5 separate regions of the Mus musculus genome follow, and all the other regions are linked to region 1. A link is a contact called in public Hi-C, HiChIP or PLAC-seq and capture Hi-C data. All regions are on one chromosome and are shown on one strand. Each heading gives the region's core, a stretch centred on a gene start, on an enhancer-like site or on the middle of the called end of the contact. The rest is flanking DNA. Distances are from core to core; before and after follow the strand shown. Region 1 has its middle 14 kb from the start of Gm46229. Region 2 has its middle 36 kb from the start of Gm40681. Region 3 overlaps Gm40681 (a long non-coding RNA gene). Region 4 has its middle 37 kb from the start of Gm51769. Region 5 overlaps Gm32364 (a long non-coding RNA gene).

Region 1 (2,700 bases), core at 155-2,654:
CACCAAGATGGCTCAGGGGCTCAGTGCCTGCCCACCATGCCTGATGGCCTGCTGCTATCACTCCCCAGGCAGCAAGCATATGGTGCAAGATAAGAACTGAGCCCCCCACCCCAAAGCTGTCCTTTGTCTTCCAGATAATGCATGTGTGCATGCACCTGCCCAGATGCACCCGCTAACCCCCACACACAAATAAATAAAAATATCTAAATAAAAAAAAGGAAGGAAGGAGAGAGAGAAGAGGGGTTATAGAGATGGCTTGGTGGCTTAGAGCACCTGCTGTCCCTGCAGGGGACCAGGTGATTCCCAACACTGTTCAGCTGACAAGTGTCTCTAACTCCAGTTCCAGGGGATCCGATGCCCTCTTCTGGTCTCTGTGTGCACTGAACACACAGGGCGAGCACACAAACGAGCATGCACATATGCACACACATAAATAAACTTTTCAAAGAATGACTAAGTAACTTAGGGTCGAGGAAGGGAGGGAGGGAGGAAGACACCAGGGTCCGCTTCTGATCTCCAGGTGTCCGTGCTCGGGTCAGCACACCTGCACACGCCTGCACGCGTGTGCTTATGTCTGCACAAATGAAGGCATAGTCTAATTAAACATAGAGTGCGAATAATGCTTCCATGAAGTAAAACCTGCCTCGGCTGTGGTAAGCGCCTCACCCACCCCAGCCACTTAGGACATTTCCTTTGCAACAGTGGGTGTCGGTGTCAGCCAACAGCACCGGCATCCTGCGCTGTAGGATGGAAAATGGGACCTGTATGAAAATGAGACTTTGCCTAGCAGGCTACTTTTTTAGTTACTTCTCTCTGTGGTGAGGTAAAATAGTCCTTCTCCCATTTTAATCAAGCCTACGATGAAGCAGAGAGTCAGGTTCCCTATAAGGAGAGACAAAGTCTTGTAGCCTGGCACTGCCATGTCATAAAACTAACTGTGGTTTTGGGGTGTCGGTCTACCACCAGCAGAGAGTAAATGGAGGGGGAAATCTCTGGCAGGGCTGCGTTCTGGATGAAGCTCTTTGCAGGTCGGTGAACTCAGCGAAGTGCCAGACTTCTGTGTAGGAAGGCCAGCAAACACCTCCCTGGCATAACTGGAGGTGTGTAACAAGGCCCTGCTGGCCATAAAATTGCTCTTCCCAAAAACCTACAGCGGTTTGGGCATCCTCTGCAAGATGCACCTTAGTCCAACGGTGGTTGCACCCCAGAGCACGCGCGCGCGCGCGCGCCACACACACACACACACACACACACACACACACACACACACACACGATGGAGCTGGCAAAGTAGTGAAAGGCAGAAAAAGAAGTATGATCACGGGAGGCCCTGTCAGTGAAGACGCTGTGGAAAATGAAGGCTTTGAGGATGGCACAGCTTAGAAGGGGAAGTGTGGGTTGGAGCGGGGAGAGGAGTCTCAAAACCCAGTGAGTGACTGGACTGGAGAGTGCCTTCGCCTTAAAGGGCCGGCTGCACAGGCGCCAGAACCTGAGCGCTGGCCCCTCCCCCTTCCTCCTGATCTGTATCCTGCTGAAGGAAACACTGAAAGTGGCTGATTCCTAGGAGACAGAAACTAAGGCTCTCTCCCCTTTGTGCTGGAGTCCCGGGAATGCACGACCTGCCATTATACTTAAAGTTTGTCCCACTAAATCCGCATCCAGTTCTTTTGCGAAATCGTGTGAGAACTGCTTCAGATATAAAGTCCTTCATGCAGAAAGAACATTGTCCTGGAAATGGTCAATATTTGGCAGTTTCGGTAAGTGGGTGGAAGATGCTGTCTGCACTATTTGGTCTAGGATGCAAAGCAAGCTCTTTGGGAGGAGCTGTCTGAGCCAGGTTTGCTGGCACACACCTGTAGGGAGACTGAGTTAGAGACTAGCCCAGGTTATACAGAAAGCCTTTATCTAAATAATAATTAATAATAATAAAGGCTCCATACATCAAACAAACCCCAAAACTGTCTCCTGTCTTCCAAATACAGAGTCCTGTGAACCTTCGCTTACCTACCTTTCTTCCTTCCTTCCTTCCTTCCTTTCTTTCTTTCTTTCTTTCTTTCTTTCTTTCTTTCTTTCTTTCTTTCTTTCTTTCTTTCTTTCTTTCTTTTTCTGAGACAGGGTTTCTCTGTGTAGCCCTGGCTGTCCTGGAACTCACTCTGTAGACCAGGCTGGCCTCGAACTCAGAAATCTGCCTGCCTCTGCTTCCCAAGTGCTGGGATTAAAGGCGTGCGCCACCACTGCCCAGCTCGCTTACATTTCTGAAAGCCATGGTGCCATCACAGAAGATGGCACACATGACTGTGAAATGAGGTAAGCAAGAAAGGACCCTTCAGATGTGTGCTGGCCTTGGAGGTGGAAAGTGGGCTCTCTAAATGAGTATGTTACATGTGTGTGCAAATCTGTGCGTGGGTGTATGTCATAAATTCATGTGCACATCTGTGTGCATGTGACATATGTTTATGCATAAACGTGTACACGTATCTCCAAGTTTTATACAATAAAAGGTCTAAATGGCTAAACAAAACACAAAACAAAAACAAAAACAAAACAAAAAACAAAAAACCCCAGCAGCAGCAGTAACAGCAGTAACACTCACACTGAGATCTTGAGATCTTGGATTCTCCGCAGAAGGGATGGGATAGGTGCAGACCTGGCTATAAGAAAGTGGTCGGGACAGCAAAGAAGACAGAGCGCCAACTCAGCT
Region 2 (2,700 bases), core at 150-2,649, 420 kb before region 1:
ATAGCTATCCAAAACATGAGGCAGAGATTCACCCGGGAGTCCCCACCAGCCAGCTTTTGCGGCTTGCAATTGATTTGTCACGGTCTGGCCTCGGGTGAGGTGAGGTCATTGCGGTAAAGGTAGAAAATGATCCCAGCATGTTCGATGGGCCTGGCCTGTGTCTGCCTGTCCCCAGGTCAGTTTCTTACCCTTCTCCTGCCCTGCTCTCTCACTTGGGGAGGGGGTGGTGTCTCCTGCAGGCTGCCTTTCCAGGGTTCCTATGGGGCAGCATCTGCTTGGGCGCAGCCAATGGAAGGCAGCAGAGAGTGACCGGCTGGTGTGAAGGAGCAAAAGTATTTCTCCTTGGTTTTCCACATCAGAGTCAGCAACTGCTGAGGGTCCTGCCCCATAGACCCAACCAGGGCTCCCCTCTGCCTCCTGACCCCATGCCCTAAGACCTTCCCATGGTTCTAATCTTGGGAGTCTTGGCGTCTCAGACCTCTGCCACCCACACAGCCAATTCTGCTTCAATGTGGTACTGCTTGCTGGCTTCTGGAGCCAAAGGTCTAAAATGCAAGCTGGTCTCCAGGTCAGCAGTCCTTAATCCGAGTTCCCCTGGTTGAAAACAGTCTGGAAACTTTTGCCAGCCTAACCCATACATTTACATCTTGCTCCTCGCCGCCCCACCCCCCACCCCATTCATGACTCAGTGGAACCAAAGATCCATTTTCCTATCCTCATTTCCATAGGCTTAGAGTGACTCATTTGAAGGTTGGCGAAGCTGTGAAGCAGGAGTCATCTCTGAGCACCTTTCTGTCTTCTCAGCAATCATAGTAAATATTGGATTCTGTGTGGGCTAGCTCGAGAAAACATACTTCCCCTTTCTCCGGAAGACAGGCATCTCAACATGGCTTCCTGTCACAGTTGCTTTCTCTCATCTTTAATTTAGGAGGTCAGCCTGATTTACGCTGGAATTGGTGGCTGTGGTTAATGGACTCCGCATACTAATCTACCTTCTTACATCAAACATCAGGGGAGGGCTTTCATCGGAGTAGAGGTAGTTAGCAATGTTTTTATGCCACGGTGACGAAAGACATCTATCACCCTCAGTGTCTGTTTCATTGAAGCCACTAAAATCAACTCCAAAGCCATCTTTGTGCCAGACAGCCAAAGATTCCGTCTTCATCTTAAGCTCGCAAATCTGCAGTTGCTGCAGAACTTCACGTTTCCCACCGAAGTCCTTCTCCCTGGTCTGTTTTAACAACCCCTACCGGAATGGGTTCCTAACGGGCAAGGGAAGCTGTAGTCACAGCAACTGGGAGCTGGCAGAGCCAAAGGAGCTGCCTTGGGAAGAGTTCTGCTGTCTGCGAGTTTTGAGCAGTTGGAGCTGGCCAGAGTGGAAGGCCATGGGAGCATTCACAGGAAGTCGATGTTTCCTGACCATTCACAGGAAGTCGATGTTTCCTGACCAGCTCACCCCGTTCCCGACTCTTCCAGCAATTTCATGTCTACAACTAAAGCGTTTTGCCTTGTAAGTTCCTGCTGGAGGCCTCTTGAGACAGTGGGTGGTTTTTTATTTTGTTGGTTTTGTTGTTGTTTTGATTCTCAACTTCTGCCAAATGTGTGAGGAGCAAGGTCCACAGAGTATAGATGTCCCGATGTTTTAGAGATGTGACTTCCATTGTATTTTTTTTCTTTTCTTATTTTTACCTTCCTTTATTTTATATTCTCTAATTTGGATACAGCCACAGTAACCGGATGGGTCTGAAATCCCAACCATTTAAGACATCTTGGCTCTGACCCCCTATTGGAATGAGACTCTTGTCAAGACACTGAGGGGGTGAACTTGATAAATTCTCCTTTTCCTGTGTCTTAAGTAAATCTGAATGGGAGAAGGGGTGAGCGCTGGCTACTTTCCTTGTTCTTGTAACAAAGTATCCAGCACAAGCGGCTTAAGGGAGGAAGGGTCTGTTTCTGCAGCAGGTAAAAGTGCAGCCCATTAAGGCTGCAGAGGCAAAGCAGCAGGAGTGTGGGCTGGCTGGTCCCTCCCACATACACCCCCCCCCCCCCCCCCCCCGCCACATCCACCGTCAGGAGGGAGGGAGGGATGAACATTTATGCCTATGTTGATGCGTAGCTCAGTTTCACCAGATCAATCCTCAGACACTGCACATTCAGGGTAGGTAGGTGAAGTCTCTCTGAAACTCCTTCCACAAAATGATGACAAAGCAAGAAAGCCCTTGCCAGATGCAGATGCTCTTACCCCTCAAACCTGCTCCCCAGTCTCCAGCCCCAATAAACCTCCATTGTTCCCGACTTACACAACCTCTGTATTCTGATAAAGAGCAGAACATGAACCAGAACCAAGAGAAAGACCAAAGCAAGGGCCCTCTGTCTCTTCCTAACTTCCTAGCTCTGGCCTCTGCTTCCCTTCGGGATAGTCCTAGGCAGAGTCACATGGTCACGTCTTACCAAACAGGTTACTTATTGCTCCAGAAAGCAACATGCCCAAAAGATCTGAAATTATACACAGTTCAGTAGACCCAGGAAGTCTAGGTCTTTGCTGGTTTCACTTGCTACCCCCAGACTTAAGAAAAAGACCTCTTTCTGCTCTCCTGCACCTCCCCATACAAAGTTCAAATGTTTTTAAGAAAGATGGGGTGCAGTCTATTTCAGAAAGCTTTATGTGCAGCTAAATGAGCTGACAAGAAAGAGACTTAT
Region 3 (2,700 bases), core at 198-2,697, 440 kb before region 1:
ATAAAGGACTAAATCTTGGCTGAATGTCTGATACCGCAGAGTATTTCTATAGAGCATCTTCAGTGTTTTTCAGAGTTCATAGGTCATTTGACTTCATAATCTTCAATGCTGAGAATACCACCCCGCATAAATTCATACTACAAAAGTGGCAGACATATGATCAGGGTCCTTTCAGACATTGTTTTCAATTGTACCCTAATCTCAAGCCAAAATTCATTGAAAACTTGTTTTCACAAAACTAAAGCCAGCCAGCAACTTAGAACAGTAGTTTTTTCTTTTTTTTCTGAATTAAATGTTATCACATAATACAACTCAAAGACAAGCTGATTTGATACATTCTAAGTTATGCTGGTGGGAAAATATTAAGGTTGGTTTATTTGTTTGTTTGGCCAGGAAATGTTACTATAAGAATAGAAAATGATATGCACATTAAAACAGCAGAGTGGACTTGAACCTGAGCTGAGATATTCTGTGCAGTGTTCCTTAATGTGTCCCGGGAGCCGTGCTGGGAGCAGGGCTCTGAACCGTGTGCTGTGGCGAAATCATGTGACGCACCTTGGTTTGCTTGTGGGTTTGATACGGAATTAATTTTCGGTTGTCAGTGAGTTCAGAAACCCTTCCCTTTTACGGTTTCCTTGGCTTTTCGTGACCTCCGTGTTTAGTGATTTGATCTATAGTGTAAGGAGCTGTGTTCTAGGACTTGGAAGGAGGAGGCATGACGGGACCCACATCTCTTATAACAAACCCGATTCTCTGTGTGATGTGGAGTCCAGTTCATTTTGCACTGTGCCTGGCAGAGAGTTTGACTGGATTTAATTACCATGACCTCAAGGGTCTCAGAAAGAAGCTCCCTTCTCCTGAGCCCATGGAAGGTTTTTGGTGACATAAGAATTATGAAGATGACAACTTAATACATCCGACTGGCTAAGGAACAGAGATGACTAACTTGGACCCATGAACCCCCCCCCCTTTTTTAAGAGGTGAGGATATCACCAGGGGTCACAAGCAAAATGCGATCCTGCACCCCTCCCCTGCCCCAAGAGAGGATTTATTACTTTTTACTGGAACTCCAAGAAGATCATAATAAAAGGGGGGAGGGGGACGGGGAAGAAAAAGGAGAGGGAGAAACAGGAAAGGAAGAGGGGGAGGGGTGGAAGAGGGGGAGAGAGAAAGGAGAGATACTGAAATTGGAATTGAAGATCTTCAATCTGGAGAAGATGGGGGTGGGGGTGGGAGGCGTTCCAGCTGAGTGGGGCCTTGCAAATTCAACTTCCCCTGGCACCATTTCCTGCTACGACTGAAAAGTCTAGAAACTACACTAAGGGATTTTTTTTCCTTCTCTTTTTGTTACTTTAAAAGCAAAATGGAGTTTATTACATGTTGATTATGTTAAATTAGCCACTGCCTGTCCTCCACCCCCATCCCTTCCCCCAAGGGATGTTGAGCAACATCCTGAGGAGGAGAGGCTGGGTGTGGACCTGGGCTGTGTCTGGCCTTCTGCTGTATGTAGTAGGTGAGGCTCGATTTCTGTGACCCCCATCCTCCAAACACATCTCCCCCTTCAGGATCCAGCCTGTGACTGTTAATCCTGCCCAGCTTCATCCTCACCAAAGGGCCAATTAAAAACAGAGGCGGCTGCTGCCTATGAGTGCCGTCAAGTCAGAAATATGTGGGAGCTGTGGAAAGCTCTTCAGGATCCAAAGGGTTGAAGCCGTGATGGTTGAACGATTGTCTGAGGAACTTACATTCCAAGTCACCAGAGGCTCCAATCACACCACAAAAGTGCCAGCATATGTGTGTGCATGCTAGCAGGCTCCACAACAATGGAACATGATTGAGAATCTTGCTATTATTATTATTATTATTATTATTATTATTATTGTCAAGTTTGGACTAGTGTTTTCTCTATATGGAGAAGTTGAATGAGGATTTTAAAACCTGATGAGGAATAGATTTGGATTCTATAGTCAAATTAAATGCCAACAATCAACAGAAAAATCTTAATAGAAACAGACAGTTGTGAACTCCTTCTCGTGAAGATGCTCAATTAAAAAGGCTGTTATGCCAAAGTGTGTGTGTGCACACGTATATTTCTCTGTGTGTGGGGTATGTGCGTGTGTATTTCTGTCTCTATGTGTGTGTGTTTCTGTGTGTGTATATGTGCATGCATGATATATATATATATATATATATATATATATATATATATATATGTACACACATATGTATATGTATGTGTATGTGTATGTGTATGTGTATGTGTATGTGTATGTGTATGTGTATATGTGTGTCTGTGTGTTTGTGTGTCTGTGTGTTGCCTGTCTGTCTTTCTGTGTGTGTATGTGTTCAAAAATACTTAACCAAGAGTTAGCCCTTCCTACCTGTTAGGTAATGAGGCATTAGCATTAAAGCAAGGCATGCACACTTCCTGAATTTGCAAGTGTGTGCTATAGCCTCAGGTAGCATGGTGTCTGGTTATCTATAATACACTGAGAAATGGCATTTACAGCAAGCTACTGAATCTGTACCTAATAAATCATTATCTAATCAACGTCTATCCATTCTGTGGGCCAGAGAAAAAGAGGTCTGAAGGCTGTGTTGGTTACAGAGTGACTTAAACAATCCTGAAGACTGTTTAGTGCTGGCCATGTTCTGTGTACCTTGGGCGTCTCTGCCACTCACTGCTATAGTCAAGGCATT
Region 4 (2,700 bases), core at 121-2,620, 510 kb before region 1:
TGTTCTTGGTTTCTTGTTTTTAAGGTGTGTGTGCACACACACATATGCTGCATGCATGTGCATGTGTCTTGTGCTTTTTATTTATTTTTATTTTTCTTTTTGTGGGAGGCAGGGCATGATGCCTGTTTGTTTTCTGATAGAGAAAGGAGGCTCAGAATTGGGTGGGTGGGGAGGATCTGGGAGGAGGCAAGGAAAGGTACACCATCCAAGACAGTAACAGATCCTGATGTTCACTGCAGGTCCGAGCTTCTTGGATCTTTTTCGCCTATGATCTCTGCTTGCCTTGGTAAAGTTTCTAAGTGTGTAGTGTACGGTATGCAGGGATGTGTGTATGCGTGTTTGGACATGTATAAGCATGTCTTGCAGCATCCATAGTGTGGCTGTATCAACCAACTTCATGGTTTGTTCCTAAATCTTCACACGTGTTATCCTGATGGCCAGGTCTCTCTCTCTCTCTCTCTCTCTCTCTCTCTCTCTCTCTCTCTCTCTCTCTCTCTCTCTCTCTCATCCAGAAGGAAAACATTCCCTTATCTTCTATTATAAATATAAGTTGAACATGATTTTTAAATTACCTTGTCTCTGCATGCAGCAATGCTCTCTTCAGAGGAACGTATTGTTTGGTTACAAAGTAAAATTCTAGAGATACGCACATGTTGAATCAACCTCCAAGGACTCCTTCCGTTTCCACAAATGCAGTTATCAGTAGCACAAGAAAGGAAATGGCGTGTAAGTGGCTAAGCTTCAGAGATGTGCCTTTCCTGATGTGGAGATGTGGAGAGAGAGAGAGAGAGAGAGAGAGAGAGAGAGAGAGAGAGAGAGAGAGAGAGAGAGAGAGAGAAAGTTTACCAGAAGCAGAACCACCACTGCCAAGAAGCTAGCTTCAGGCTTCCTGATTCAATATGTGCCTGTTATATGCCATGGTCTCCATTTTTAGTGTGTGTGTGTGTGTGTGTGTGTGTGTGTGTGTGTGTGTGTGTGTGTTTCTCTGTGTGTAAGTACATGTGCATGTGTTTATATGCCTGTAGAGATAGGACAACCATGGCTGTCATCCTGAGGAACACCAAGTATCTTTGAGAAGGGATCTCTCCCTGGCCTGCAGCTCATCAAGCAGGTAAGGCTGAGAAGCATTGCACAGGGGCCTGCGGAAAAGCTATCATTCTGAGGAAAGCCTCCACATGGCATCTGCTAATGCCAGGTCAACAGGATAATCAGTCTCCCAGGACCATCGCAGGGGCTTTCTGTCATGAGTAGAGCTGTGTTTCCTCAGGTCCACATGCTGAGTGAGATCTTAGCAGTCATTGCCCCAGAATGGGACTTGACTTGGAAGTAATAAAGCAAGGATGACATCATTAGCATGTGACCCAGTGTGGTAGGCATCCTGATTCAAAAGAAGTGTGAACTCAGAGTCAGACATGAAGAGGAAAGGGTACAGAGAGACCTAAGAATGCCTTGCCTCTTCTCCTATGAGCAAACCAGTGGTTATGCCTCCCAGGGGCAGGAAAGAGACCATAATCAGGCTTCCCTCAGTCTACTAGGGAGAGTGTGGGCCCAGTGCTTTCCAGAACCGTGAGAGCCAGTTTCTGCTGCTTACATCCTTAAGCTTCTGGAATTTTGTTCTAATAGCATTCACATAAGCTCCTGGTATTTTGTTGTGATAAAATACAAATATGTTCACAAACCAAGTATGTTTTCCCTGGTTTGTTTTTTGTTTTTGTTTTTGTTTTTTTTTCATTTTCTTTGTATACGCGTAGTCTTCTACCCTTGTCTCGTTCAGCTTACTTTGTTAAGTGGTTGGTTTTCTAGTTGTTTTCAACAGGCAACCTATGGGCAAGGGGATGCTTGAAGAATGCAGAGCAACACACAGCAGATGGAGGAACTGAGTCTGCTCATCTTCACAACCTTCAGCCCAGACACCCTTCCAAGAAACCGCCACTATGACTTGAATCTTATGTTTTTCATTTTATGATTTATTCTTATTTCTTGTTGTTGTTGTTGTTAAATTCCAATTTTATGCCTTTTGTATTTTCAGTCTTCATTAAGACTTTTATTCACATCCTCTTTAAAGAACCTGCAACATATTCAATTGTAATTTTGAAGTCCTTGTCTATGCTTTGGCTATTGCATTATGATTGATGGCTTCTGGAGGAGGTGTCTTATCTTGACTGCTCATGTTTGTGATTTTTTGCACTGGGATCTAAGCATCTGGAGTTATGGTGTCTGAGGTGTTTCTTGATATATTTGGTCTTGTTTTTGTTGGATGGGTGTCTGTGGTGGTTTGTATATGCTTGGCACCAGGGAGGGGCACTATTAGGAGGTGTGGCCTTGTTGGAATAGATGTATCCTTGTTGGAGGAAGTGTGTCACTGTGTGGGTAGGCTTTGAGAGACCTTCCTCCTAGCTGCCTGGGAGTTAGTCTTCTCCTAGCAGCCTTCAGATGAAGATGTAGAACTCTCAGCTCCTCCCACACCATGCCTGCCCAGAGGCTGCCATGTTACCACCTTGATAATAATGGACTGAACTTCTGAACCTGTAAGCCAGTCCCAGTGAAATGTTGTCCTTATAAGAGCTGCCTTGGTCATGGTGTCTGCTCACACCCATGGAAACCCTGACAGGGTAAGACAATGTCCAATCCTTTTGTTGTTGTTACCCATACTGGATTTTAAGTAAATATAGTACAGATCAGGGGGTGACACGAAGGAAT
Region 5 (2,700 bases), core at 175-2,674, 280 kb before region 1:
TTCTAAAAGTAGAAGTACTTTTGTGATTATCATTGCTATTAAAGAGGAAATAGCCAGGGTCAACCATTGAGCTGTTGAATGGCTACTTCAGTTAGAAGAGATGACTTAAGAGGATTAATAAGCACATGTTTTGGTCACTACACAGGCCTGTGAGTCAGGTCCCCAGAGCACGAGGCCCAGATCATGGGCTCCTTGAGACCAGCTCATCTGACCTGCATGGCCGGAGCTTCCAAGCTAGAGAAATGTGGACTCAAATAGCATCTCCACCCTTTCCTCCCTAGGTAAGTCCCTTGTTCTAGCCAACCCTTGGTGTCTTCATCTTCCCATCCAGCTGAGTTGTGATTTGAAGTAACCTACCTACTCTTACTACATAGTAGACTCCCCACTAAGTGGAGCAAATATTGCTGAGAAAGAGCTGGTAGCACTAGCCTCTAGCAGCTGTTTGGAAAATGTATGTGGAGGTTGCTCAGATAGACAGTCTGCTCAACTTCTTGATTCTTGAGTAAAACTAAGGATGTGGTCCACCGTGATGGTGCTTGCATGTGCAGAGACAGTTCACAATAAGTATGTTTTCTTCCATTATTTGCAGAGCTGTCTCCAAGAAAACCAGGAAGGACGTTAGGATAATTTTACATAAATGAGCTGTTCCTGCCTTTGTGCTTATTACCCCTCTCTTCAACCTGCCCTTTGACCCTCAAACTTTGTCCTTTCACCCAACACAGTGAGTCCTTTCTACACTTCTGCCTCAGTTTGCTTAGTATTCAACCCAATGTTCCAGTCTAGCTATGAACATTGTTCTCTGTCTGCATAGCTAGACAGTCGCTTCAGTCTGGTAGGTGCCCTGAAAACCGAGGTGTGGAGATTTGTGTGTGTAGAGGTTTACTAACTGCGTGTACTCAGAAGGCCCTATCAGAGAGAAGGGCAACTGGTAGGACTCAGTGTCAGGAGATGCCGTACCTTGATGTAGCCACAGCTGATGCAACAAGGGGCTAATATACCCATTCGAGGTAGCTGCAAATTGTACCAGTAGGCTATATACAATACCTAGAAAGGGGATCCCAGCCCTCTTACAGCTAAGGAATGTGTGTCTTCCACTGAGACATCTGGTCAAACTTACAATGGGACAGATCATATACAATGCCTTGCCATGAGGCCTACCCAATCCCTCTACTCTCCCTTATTCAACCTGTGATAAGACTGTCACTCCTATGAGGTATTTCCATCTACCTCTTGCTGTTGACACTGAGTTTAGAAGCCACAAAGTGCAAAGCCTACTCTTATGTCACGTCTTAAAACCTCCAGTGAATGTGTAGAATGAGAAGACGATGCCTCCTAAACATAAGCAGTGATGGGTGGCGTTCTTATGGCTGAAGTTTCCAACACTTCAGCACATTTACATGCACTCAAGACTTCTTAGTCTGGTTCCTCATTTTGTTTATAGGAAAGAATATTTCATGAGTAATGATATAATTCTATTCTTACACAATTGCCATTGGGGTTTTCATTTCCTTTATTTGCTCAAGTTTCCTTTATAAAGTTTTCTCCTGAAAATATGACAAGAAACCCTGTGAACTGGAAGGAAAAATCAGGCTGGATGAACAACGTTAAACAAAGAATATTTCCAAATTTCACAAAATAAAGTGGCTTATTTGGGTAAGAAACATGTAAATGTGTCTGTCCCATAATAATAGGTTTCATGAGTGAAAAAGAACTGTGTAAAACAAATGAACAAGACCACGTGCTTCTACAAACTGGAGAAATGCAGGCATGAGAGGTATTAGTATCTAAACGTGTATACTTTTATAACACAGAATATAAGTTATGTTATTGTATGAACTATATATACTTATATGCATTTCTATATAAATGCCTCATATATACACACAGGTGAATGAGGGCATGCACACATGCATATACTTCCTGGTGGGTAGCTGGTATCATTTGAAAAAGTGTGCCACTCATTCAGGCAGACTCTTTGCTGAATGAAGGGTTGAAGCTCTGAGTCAGGTCTGGTGGTCCAGCACCTCCTAGGCTTCCAAATTCACTTGCCATACCAGAACTCACAGATCTCCTAACACCAATATGCCACTTGGGTCTTAGGACCCTCTACTAGTGAATGGCATGGACTCTGTCCATCCCCCACTGATCTTCTTCAGGGCACTTGCGAACTATCTGACCCACTGTGAGGTGGCCCAGATGCCTTAAGAAAGCCTGGCTCTCAAACCTCTATGATTGCCTGGGCCTATAACCTGACCTTGTTGCAGGTGTCTGTGAACAGATCAGCCCACTGGATTCACTGATGTTGGCCTTCAGAGTGGTGCTGCTGCTCTGATTTGACTCATTCACTTGGGAAAGAAGATTCTTCATGGATCTGGACTCACTGTTTACCTGAACTTGAACCAGCTCTTATGTCTCTCAGTATTCCTAGGATGGTGTTGGATCCCATCTATAGATACCTAGAATAGTGGAGTGTGATCAGTTCTCTCTCTCTCTCTCTCTCTCTCTCTCTCTCTCTCTCTCTCTCTCTCTCTCTCTCTCTCTCTCTCTCTGTCTCTCTCTCTCTCATTGCTGCATTTACTCTGATCTACCCTTCCCCCATCCTCACCCATGATAGGCTTCTTGTCACATAAGGTGGTCAGGAATGGCCTCCAACTCTAAGGTGTTTGAATACTTGCTCCACAATGGTCATGACTGTGGATC

What was found. Hi-C and Micro-C count contacts between places; a contact is called where the count stands out from the background. HiChIP or PLAC-seq counts read pairs in DNA pulled down with a chosen protein or histone mark. Capture Hi-C pulls out chosen DNA fragments and counts their contacts.
Region 2: a contact with region 1 is called in a Hi-C map of bone marrow-derived macrophages, with 24 read pairs. The contact joins two enhancer-like sites. A contact is called at or near these places in 3 of 15 datasets of contacts at CTCF or cohesin (the NIH/3T3 cell line, large pre-B cells and pro-B cells), 29 of 484 Hi-C or Micro-C datasets (the AML12 cell line, the BV-2 cell line, CD8 T cells and 20 more) and 19 of 115 datasets of contacts at active chromatin or transcription factors (the NIH/3T3 cell line, bone marrow-derived dendritic cells, bone marrow-derived macrophages and 15 more).
Region 3: an H3K4me3 HiChIP or PLAC-seq map of bone marrow-derived macrophages shows a contact between it and region 1, with 9 times the contacts expected there. The contact joins two enhancer-like sites. A contact is called at or near these places in 3 of 39 promoter capture datasets (the C10 cell line, hippocampal neurons and liver), 9 of 15 datasets of contacts at CTCF or cohesin (CD8 T cells, the NIH/3T3 cell line, embryonic stem cells and 5 more), 97 of 484 Hi-C or Micro-C datasets (the AtT-20 cell line, B cells, CD4 T cells and 58 more), 22 of 115 datasets of contacts at active chromatin or transcription factors (Th17 cells, astrocytes, bone marrow-derived dendritic cells and 18 more) and 3 of 9 other capture datasets (adipose tissue, embryonic stem cells and liver).
Region 4: an H3K4me3 HiChIP or PLAC-seq map of bone marrow-derived macrophages shows a contact between it and region 1, with 6 times the contacts expected there. The contact joins two enhancer-like sites. A contact is called at or near these places in 2 of 15 datasets of contacts at CTCF or cohesin (the NIH/3T3 cell line and embryonic stem cells), 2 of 484 Hi-C or Micro-C datasets (bone marrow-derived macrophages and cochlea) and 8 of 115 datasets of contacts at active chromatin or transcription factors (SST interneurons, VIP interneurons, bone marrow-derived macrophages and 5 more).
Region 5: a contact with region 1 is called in a capture Hi-C map of bone marrow-derived macrophages, with 7 times the contacts expected there. The contact joins two enhancer-like sites. A contact is called at or near these places in 1 of 15 datasets of contacts at CTCF or cohesin (the NIH/3T3 cell line), 1 of 484 Hi-C or Micro-C datasets (bone marrow-derived macrophages), 3 of 115 datasets of contacts at active chromatin or transcription factors (the NIH/3T3 cell line, bone marrow-derived macrophages and embryonic stem cells) and 1 of 9 other capture datasets (bone marrow-derived macrophages).

What each region holds. Positions count from the first base shown.
Region 1 is chr10:67,316,880-67,319,579 of GRCm38.p6, reverse strand. No RefSeq gene overlaps it. Among named protein-coding and RNA genes, the nearest start is that of Gm46229, 14 kb to the right of the region's middle. Within about 2 kb of position 1,404, at least 33 of the 459 cell types and tissues checked have an H3K27ac peak or open chromatin away from gene starts, as enhancers often do. A contact at or near this core is called in bone marrow-derived macrophages, where this site is marked.
Region 2 is chr10:67,741,195-67,743,894 of GRCm38.p6, reverse strand. No RefSeq gene overlaps it. Among named protein-coding and RNA genes, the nearest start is that of Gm40681, 36 kb to the left of the region's middle. Within about 2 kb of position 1,399, at least 17 of the 459 cell types and tissues checked have an H3K27ac peak or open chromatin away from gene starts, as enhancers often do. A contact at or near this core is called in bone marrow-derived macrophages, where this site is marked.
Region 3 is chr10:67,759,373-67,762,072 of GRCm38.p6, reverse strand. The region is part of intron 1 of Gm40681 (a long non-coding RNA gene); the gene reads left to right. Among named protein-coding and RNA genes, the nearest start is that of Gm40681, 18 kb to the left of the region's middle. Within about 2 kb of position 1,447, at least 38 of the 459 cell types and tissues checked have an H3K27ac peak or open chromatin away from gene starts, as enhancers often do. A contact at or near this core is called in bone marrow-derived macrophages, where this site is marked.
Region 4 is chr10:67,826,036-67,828,735 of GRCm38.p6, reverse strand. No RefSeq gene overlaps it. Among named protein-coding and RNA genes, the nearest start is that of Gm51769, 37 kb to the right of the region's middle. Within about 2 kb of position 1,370, at least 1 of the 459 cell types and tissues checked has an H3K27ac peak or open chromatin away from gene starts, as enhancers often do. A contact at or near this core is called in bone marrow-derived macrophages, where this site is marked.
Region 5 is chr10:67,594,170-67,596,869 of GRCm38.p6, reverse strand. It overlaps Gm32364 (a long non-coding RNA gene), which reads right to left. Exons shown (of 10, transcript XR_003948892.1): 9 at 2,606-2,700; 10 at 269-2,456. Among named protein-coding and RNA genes, the nearest start is that of 4930563J15Rik, 24 kb to the right of the region's middle. Within about 2 kb of position 1,424, at least 17 of the 459 cell types and tissues checked have an H3K27ac peak or open chromatin away from gene starts, as enhancers often do. A contact at or near this core is called in bone marrow-derived macrophages, where this site is marked.